Linked DNA regions of Macaca mulatta: region 2 is linked to region 1. A link is a contact called in public Hi-C data. All regions are on one chromosome and are shown on one strand. The core of a region is the stretch at or near the end of the contact, and the rest is flanking DNA. Distances in the headings are between cores, read along the strand shown.

Evidence for each region. A called contact is a pair of places that touch in the nucleus more often than the background predicts.
Region 2: a contact with region 1 is called in a Hi-C map of fibroblasts, with 2.6 times the contacts expected there. The contact joins two enhancer-like sites. A contact is called at or near these places in 7 of 14 Hi-C or Micro-C datasets (CD4 T cells, blood, cortical neurons and 3 more).

Annotation. Positions count from the first base shown.
Region 1 is chr9:75,687,342-75,690,873 of T2T-MMU8v2.0, forward strand. No RefSeq gene overlaps it. Among named protein-coding and RNA genes, the nearest start is that of PLAU, 29 kb to the right of the region's middle. Within about 2 kb of position 1,875, at least 6 of the 40 cell types and tissues checked have an H3K27ac peak or open chromatin away from gene starts, as enhancers often do.
Region 2 is chr9:75,728,787-75,732,135 of T2T-MMU8v2.0, forward strand. No RefSeq gene overlaps it. Among named protein-coding and RNA genes, the nearest start is that of PLAU, 12 kb to the left of the region's middle. Within about 2 kb of position 2,100, at least 3 of the 40 cell types and tissues checked have an H3K27ac peak or open chromatin away from gene starts, as enhancers often do.

The DNA.
Region 1 (3,532 bases), core at 625-3,124:
GCTGGAGTGCAGTGGTGTGATCTCGGCTCACTGCAACCTCCGACTCCCGGGTTCAAGTGATTCTCCTGCCTCAGCCTCCCGAGTACCTGGGATTACAGGCGCGCACCACCACGCCCGCCTAAATTTTTGTATTTTTAGTAGAGATGGGGTTTCACCATGTTGGTCAGGCTGGTCTTGAACTCCTGACCTCGTGATCCACCCGCCTTAGTCTCCCAAAGTGCTGGGATTACAGGCGTGAGCCACCGCGCCCAGTCCTAAAATTCATTTTTCAAAACAATCTAGTTTCTCCCTGAGTCAAAGCAAACCTGATTCCCAGACATAGACTGCTCTGAAAATTGACTTTTTCAATTATTACAGATCGGATATTCCTCTTTATTGTCCACCGATAAAACTGACCACCCTCTGGTGGCTGAATCCACAGCCATGGCAAGGGTCTGTGCAGTCAACCTGTCAGGCCAATGCTGGGCCTGAAAGTGGAGAAGGGTAGGACTCAGGAACCTCTGAACCTGTTTCATGAGCCTAAGGGCTTAGCTTGACCAAGTTTCCCTATTAATAGGCTCTGGGTCTTGTACAAAACAAGAGAAAAATGACAGAATCTGAGAAGGCTGCTACCACTAGTGACCTAAGGACTCAAATCTTCACACAAAAATATGAAGAACCATATATAAAGAAGTGGCCGTGCTAGGTGTGGTAGCTCAAGCCTATAATCCCAGCACTTTGGGAGGCTGAGGTGGGCAGATCACTTGAGCACAGAAGTTCAAGATCAGCCTGGGCAACATGGCAAAACCCCACCTCTGCTAAAAATAGTAAATATTAGCCAGGCATGGTGGCGCACATCTGTAATTCCAGCTACTTGGGAGGCTGAGGTGGGAGGATCACCTGTGCCCAGGAGGCGGAGGTTGAAGTGAGCCGAGATGGTGCCAGGGCACTGCAGCCTGGGTGACAGAGGAAGACCCTATCTCAAAAAAGAATTATATATATATATAAAAAAAAAAAAAAAAAAAAGGCGGTGTCATATAAAGAAGCTGCTTTTTCCACAGTTTAAAGTTTTCATTTGCAATATTGGATGAGAATGGGTGAAGGGGCGCCAGCAAGCTGTGGTGGCATAAATTGCTTGACTCACAGTGACTAAAACCTCTGTCTATTTGAAGTGAGCCTCTGCCAGACCCAAAAGGCTCTATTTTCCCAATAACCTGATACCAGCTTTGGTCAAGGCACTAGCCATGGCAGCTGCACTAAGCCAGGAGCTCCCACAAGCTATTTTTGTCTCAAATACTCACTAGGATCCACTGGGTCACCAGTATGCTCAGGGAAAGGTTTGGGGCCCTGAATCCTACCTTCCACCCTACAGGGATAAAGACCATGAGGACGGTGAGGAAGCTTTTTTATTAAATGGTTGGTTGAGGCTCCTGCATGCCCTCAGAACAATTTCTTTCAGTAAAAGCAGGTGAGAGAACTTGACTTTGGCCAGGAGGTCTTAGCAAGAAATCCTGCTCCCTGTTTCTGAATCTGAGAGTTCATGACCCCAACCAGCTGCACAGAGGAGAATGGCTGCCCTGGTCAGAGAGGCCAGGCCCTTTACGGTCACCACGTGGAGCCGGCAAGGAGAAGAGAAGAAATGGGGCGATGACTTCCCACCCAGCAATCGGACACTTCCCTCCCTGGGCTCAGCAGTCTTGCTCTCAGACCTGGACTTGTCCCCTTCCTCAGCCGCACTTTCAGAACAATCCCTGAGCCCACAGCGTGGCATACACAACCGTGCGGTAAACAGAACTTGTCTTCTTTGAGTCCCCTCAACCCTACGCAGTCTCTCCTTCCCCAGCTCGAGCTCGGGGCACCGCCCCATCCCAGGTCGTCTTTCACCGCCAGCCCAGCAGGGGCCGCCAGAGCGATGCAGATGAAGCCAGAGCCGCGCCAGGGCCGCGGAAGCAAGGCTCCCATGGGCCGCGCCCGGTTCTTGACGCTCGGTCCAAGTGCCCAGCGAGGACAGGCGCTCTCAGGCTCTGGTTTGGAGCTGTCCTTACCCTTCTCAGAGGTGAAGGCTGAGCCAGACTCCTTCCGTTTTATTTAAAATTTTATTTTTATTTTGTATTTTTTGCAGAGACAAAGTCTCACTTTTTTGCCCAGGCTGGTCTCGAACTCCTGGGCTCAAGCGATCTTCCCGCGTCGGCCTCCCAAATTGTTGGGATTTCAGGCGTAAGCCACCGCCCCTGGCCCCGTTTTATTATTTTAAAAAAATGTTGGCCGGGCGCGGTGGCTCACGCCTGTGATCCCAACACTCTGGGAGGCTGAGGTAGGCGGATCACGAAGTCAGTTCAAGACCATCCTGGCTAACACGGTGAAACGCCGTCTCTAATCCCAGCACTTTGGGAGGCCGAGACGGGCGGATCACAAGGTGAGGAGATCGAGACCATCCTGGCTAACATGGTGAAACCCCGTCTCTACTGAAAATACAAAAAACTAGCCAGGCGAGGTGGCGGGCGCCTGTAGTCCCAGCTACTCGGGAGGCTGAGGCAGGAGAATGGCGTAAACCCGGGAGGCGGAGCTTGCAGTGAGCTGAGATCTGGCTACTGCACTCCAGCCTGGGCGACAGAGCGAGACTCCGTCTCTCAAAAAAAAAAAAAAAGTTTATTACTTCCCTTTAAAAGCTCCAGATATAGATAGATACAGATTTTTAATGCCAAAACAAAGTTACTGAAAGTGTGGTATATCTCAAATGTTTAAACTTAGCAAGTCAAAGTTGTGACCCCCACACCCAAATAAATAAATAAATGAGTAAAAGAAAGCCAGGAATGGTGGCTCATGCCTATAATCCCAGCACTTGGAGAGGCTGAGGCAGGAGGATCACTTGAGCTCAGGAGTTCGAGACCAACCTGGGCAACAAAATGAGACACCATCTCCACAAAAAATACAAAAATTAGCTGGGCATGGTGGCACATGCCTGTAGTCTCAGCTACTTGGGAGGCTGAGGTGGGAGGATCACTTCAGCCCAGTAGGTCCAGGCTGCAGTGAGTGGTGATGCCCCACTGCACTCCAGCCTGGGTGACAAAGCCAGGCCCTATCTCAAAAAAAAAAAAAAAAAAAAACCCAAATCTGTGACTCCTGCTGACACACACACACACACACACACACACACACACACCCAGAGAGAGAGAGACAGCGGACGAAAAGAGTCACATTGTGTAAAATATTTGAAGAGATTTATTGTGAGCCAAATGTGGGTGACCATAGCTTGTGACACAGCCCTCAGGAGACCCTGAGAACATGTGCCCAAGGTGATTGGGGCACAGCTTAGTTTTACACATTTTAGGGAGACATGAGACATCAATCAACACATTTAAGATGTACATTGGTTAGATCCAGAAAGGGGGGACAACTCAAAATGGGGAATGGGAGTACAGAGGGCTTCAAGGTTATAGGTAGATTAAAAATTTTTCTGGGCCAGGTGCAGTGGCTCATGCCTGTAATCCCAGCACTTTGGGAGGCTGAGGTGGGCAGATCACCTGAGATCAGGAGTTTGAGACCAGCCTGG
Region 2 (3,349 bases), core at 850-3,349, 42 kb after region 1:
GACAGGAGCTAGGAATAAATATTTTTACATGTTGTGGAGAATAAACCTGAATGTATTTAAGTGCGTGCGTGCGTGCGTGTGTGTGTGTGTGTGTGTGTGTAGATGTATGCACAAGCAGTGAGAAGTCTGGGTTGATTAGGGAAGGTTTACATTGCATGAGAGCTAAGTACAAATAGTTAGAGCGAGGTCAGATTATAAAAGGTCTTATTGCAGCTAGAAGTGTGCACTTGATTCCATAGACTCCAGAAAGGTACTGCAGGTTCTTGAGCAAGGGTATGCATAAGTTTAGTAAAGCTGAAAATCCCCATCAATCTCAGTTGAAATATAGGAAGCGAAAAACAGTGATTTGAAATTTGTCTGTGCTTGGGCTGTCAGGGGAATAAACCCCAGAAGCTTGGTGCAGTAGGCTGGGCGCGGTGGCTCAAGCCTGTAATCCCAGCACTTTGGGAGGCTGAGACAGGCAGATCATGAGGTCAGGAGATCGAGACCATCCTGGCTAACACGGTGAAACCCCGTCTCTACTAAAAAATATAAAAAACTAGCCGGGCGAGGTGGCGGGCGCCTGTAGTCCCAGCTACTTGGGAGGCTGAGGCAGGAGAATGGCGTGAACCCGGGAGGCGGAGCTTGCAGTGAGGTGAGATCTGGCCACTGCACTCCAGCCTGGGCGACAGAGCAAGACTCCGTCTCAAAAAAAAAAAAAAAAAGAAGCTTGGTGCAGTAATGGAATTGGGAATTGAAATGAGAGGACTCTGAGAGAGGAAGTGAGAGTGCAAGTCAAGGCATGAGGACTTGTACAGCTGTCATGTTTCGTATCTTTAGGGGCTTTGATTTTCCAAACTTGGAAAGTCATGTGCTCTGCTTTAGAAAGAGTCTTTGAGGCCAGGCGCGGTGGCTCACACCTATAATCCCAGCACTGTGGGAGGCCAAGGCGGGCAGATCACCTGAGGTCAGGAGCTCGAGACCAGCCTGACCAACACGGTGAAACCCTGTCTCTACTAAAAATACAAAAAATCAGCTGGCTGTGGTGGCGGGTTCCTGTAGTCCCAGCTACTCAGGAGGCTGAGGCATGAGAATCACTTGAAACGGGGAGGCAGAGGTTGCAGTGAGCTGAGATGGTACCACTGCACTCCAGCCTGGGAAACAGAGCAAGACTCTGTCTCAAAAAAAAAAGAAGAGTCTTAGAAAGTTCCTTTAATGGGTTGTACCATGAAATCCATATTTGAAGGCCAGAGTAGTCTCCTGGATTGGAGTGGGAAGAGCCGGGGGCAGAAAACCCCGTCCAATGCCAGCAGCACCTGTTGAGTCCAAAGGCCGTATCTTTGAGCATGAGCTGAAGCTTCCTCTTGAGGAAAGGAGTGACTGCTGTGGTGAAGGCTGTGGTTTCAGAGTCAGAGGACAGAGCCCCATTCCTGGCTTGGTAGCTGACTCCATCCATGAACCTGGCTGAGTCACTTCCCTCCATATGCCTGTTTTCCCTTCTGTGGAATGCAGCAGAACGTCTTTTCCACCTGCTTTCACAGAAGACAGAATCAGCTAAAAGAAAAAGAAATTTTCCTCAGGTACCTGTAAGCAAAGGGGTGAGGCCTGGGCTGAAGAAAAACCTGGGACGTCTGTAGCCCATGGGGGCCATGTTTGACGTGGACATGGGGGCCAGGTTTGACGTAGCCTGCTCTTGACATCAGAAGGCCATGGAGAGGATGTAACTATTAAACAACATAAACAAATGTTACCCCAGAGAGCCTGAGTTCTGGGAATATGAACAGGGACTCCTGACCAAAATTCCAGGTCTCCAAGTTCCCCTTGAGGAGTCATGAGGATCAGACAGGGTGAATCACCACACCCAGTGTCTGTCTTGGAGACCTAAACCCAGATATGAGCTTCAGCAAAGGATGGGGCTGATTCAAATAGCATGGGGATTGTAGCCAGAGCAATATAAGATGTTCCCCTGGGTCCTGATGGGACCAAGAAACAGTTTTGCCCAACACTTTGGATGTTGTTCTAGTTCTGAGGTCAGTGGCAGGTCAAAGCCATAGCCGGCCCCCATGGAGTCAGCACAGTTAGTTGCCTCTGGTCTGGAAGACTATGTGGAAAAAGAAGCTCAGAAGACTGTGGGCTCAGAAATAGAGTGAGTATTCTCCCTAGAGCCTGTATTATTTCTCAGTCCAACTCTACATAAATGAAAGGCAGAGAGATGGCCAGTTCTTCAGAGCTTGGAAGAAACCAGAGGGTGCAGGAGAAAGAAGCATGTTGGCTGTTCAGCTGCAAGGGTGGTTCTCCCACCACAGGGAAATGCCACGTCTCAGAGCTAGGAGAGGTGGGGTCTCAGGGGGAGGAGCAGACCCTGGAGCCTGAAACACTCAGACATCTGGAGTATTGTGTTCAAAAACTATCTCACATGTGATCTCACACCCATTAGGATGGCGATTATCAAAAGAAAAAAGAAAAGAAAAAGTGTTGGTGGTCAGGCTTAGTGGCTCACACCTGTAATCCCAGTACTTTATTTTATTTCTGAGACAGAGTCTCGCTCTGTCACCCAGGCTGGAGTGCAGTGGCACAATCTCAGCTAATCAGAACCTCCGCCTCCCAGGATCAAGTGATTCTCATGCCTCAGCCTCCGAAGTAGCTGGGATTACAGATGCGCACCACCACACCCAGCTAATTTTTTGATTTTTAGTAGAGACGGGGTTTCACCATGTTGGCCAGGCTGGTCTTGAGCTCCTGACCTCAGGTGATCTGCCCACCTTGACCTCCCAAAGTGCTGGGATTACAGGTGTGCGCCACTGCACCTGGCCCCAATCCCAGTACTTAAGGAGGCCAAGGTGGGAGGATCGCTTGAGCCTAGGAGTTTGAAGCTGCAGTGAACTATGAACGTGCCACTGCACTCCAACTTGGGTGACAGAGTGAGACCCCCATCTCAAAAAAAAAAAAAAAGAGCGCTGGTGAGGATGTGGAGAAATTGGAACTCTTGTGCATTGCTGGTTGGAATGTAAAATAATGCAGCCACTGTTGAAAACATTTTGGTTGTTTCTAAAAAAGTTAAACATAGAATTACCATATGATCAAGCAATTCTGCTTCTAGTTATCTACCCAAAAGAACTGAAAGCAGGAACCGAAAGAGATACTTGTATACCCATGTTCATAGCAGCATTATTCACAACAGCCATAAGGTGGAAGCAACCCAAGTGTCCATTGATGGATGAATGGATAAGTAAAATGTGACACATACATACAAGGAATATTATTTAGTCTTAAAAAGGAAGGAAATTCTGGGCTGGGCACAGTGGCTCATGCCTGTAATCCCAATACTTTGGGAAGCCAAGGCAGGCGGATCACTTGAGGTCAGGAGTTC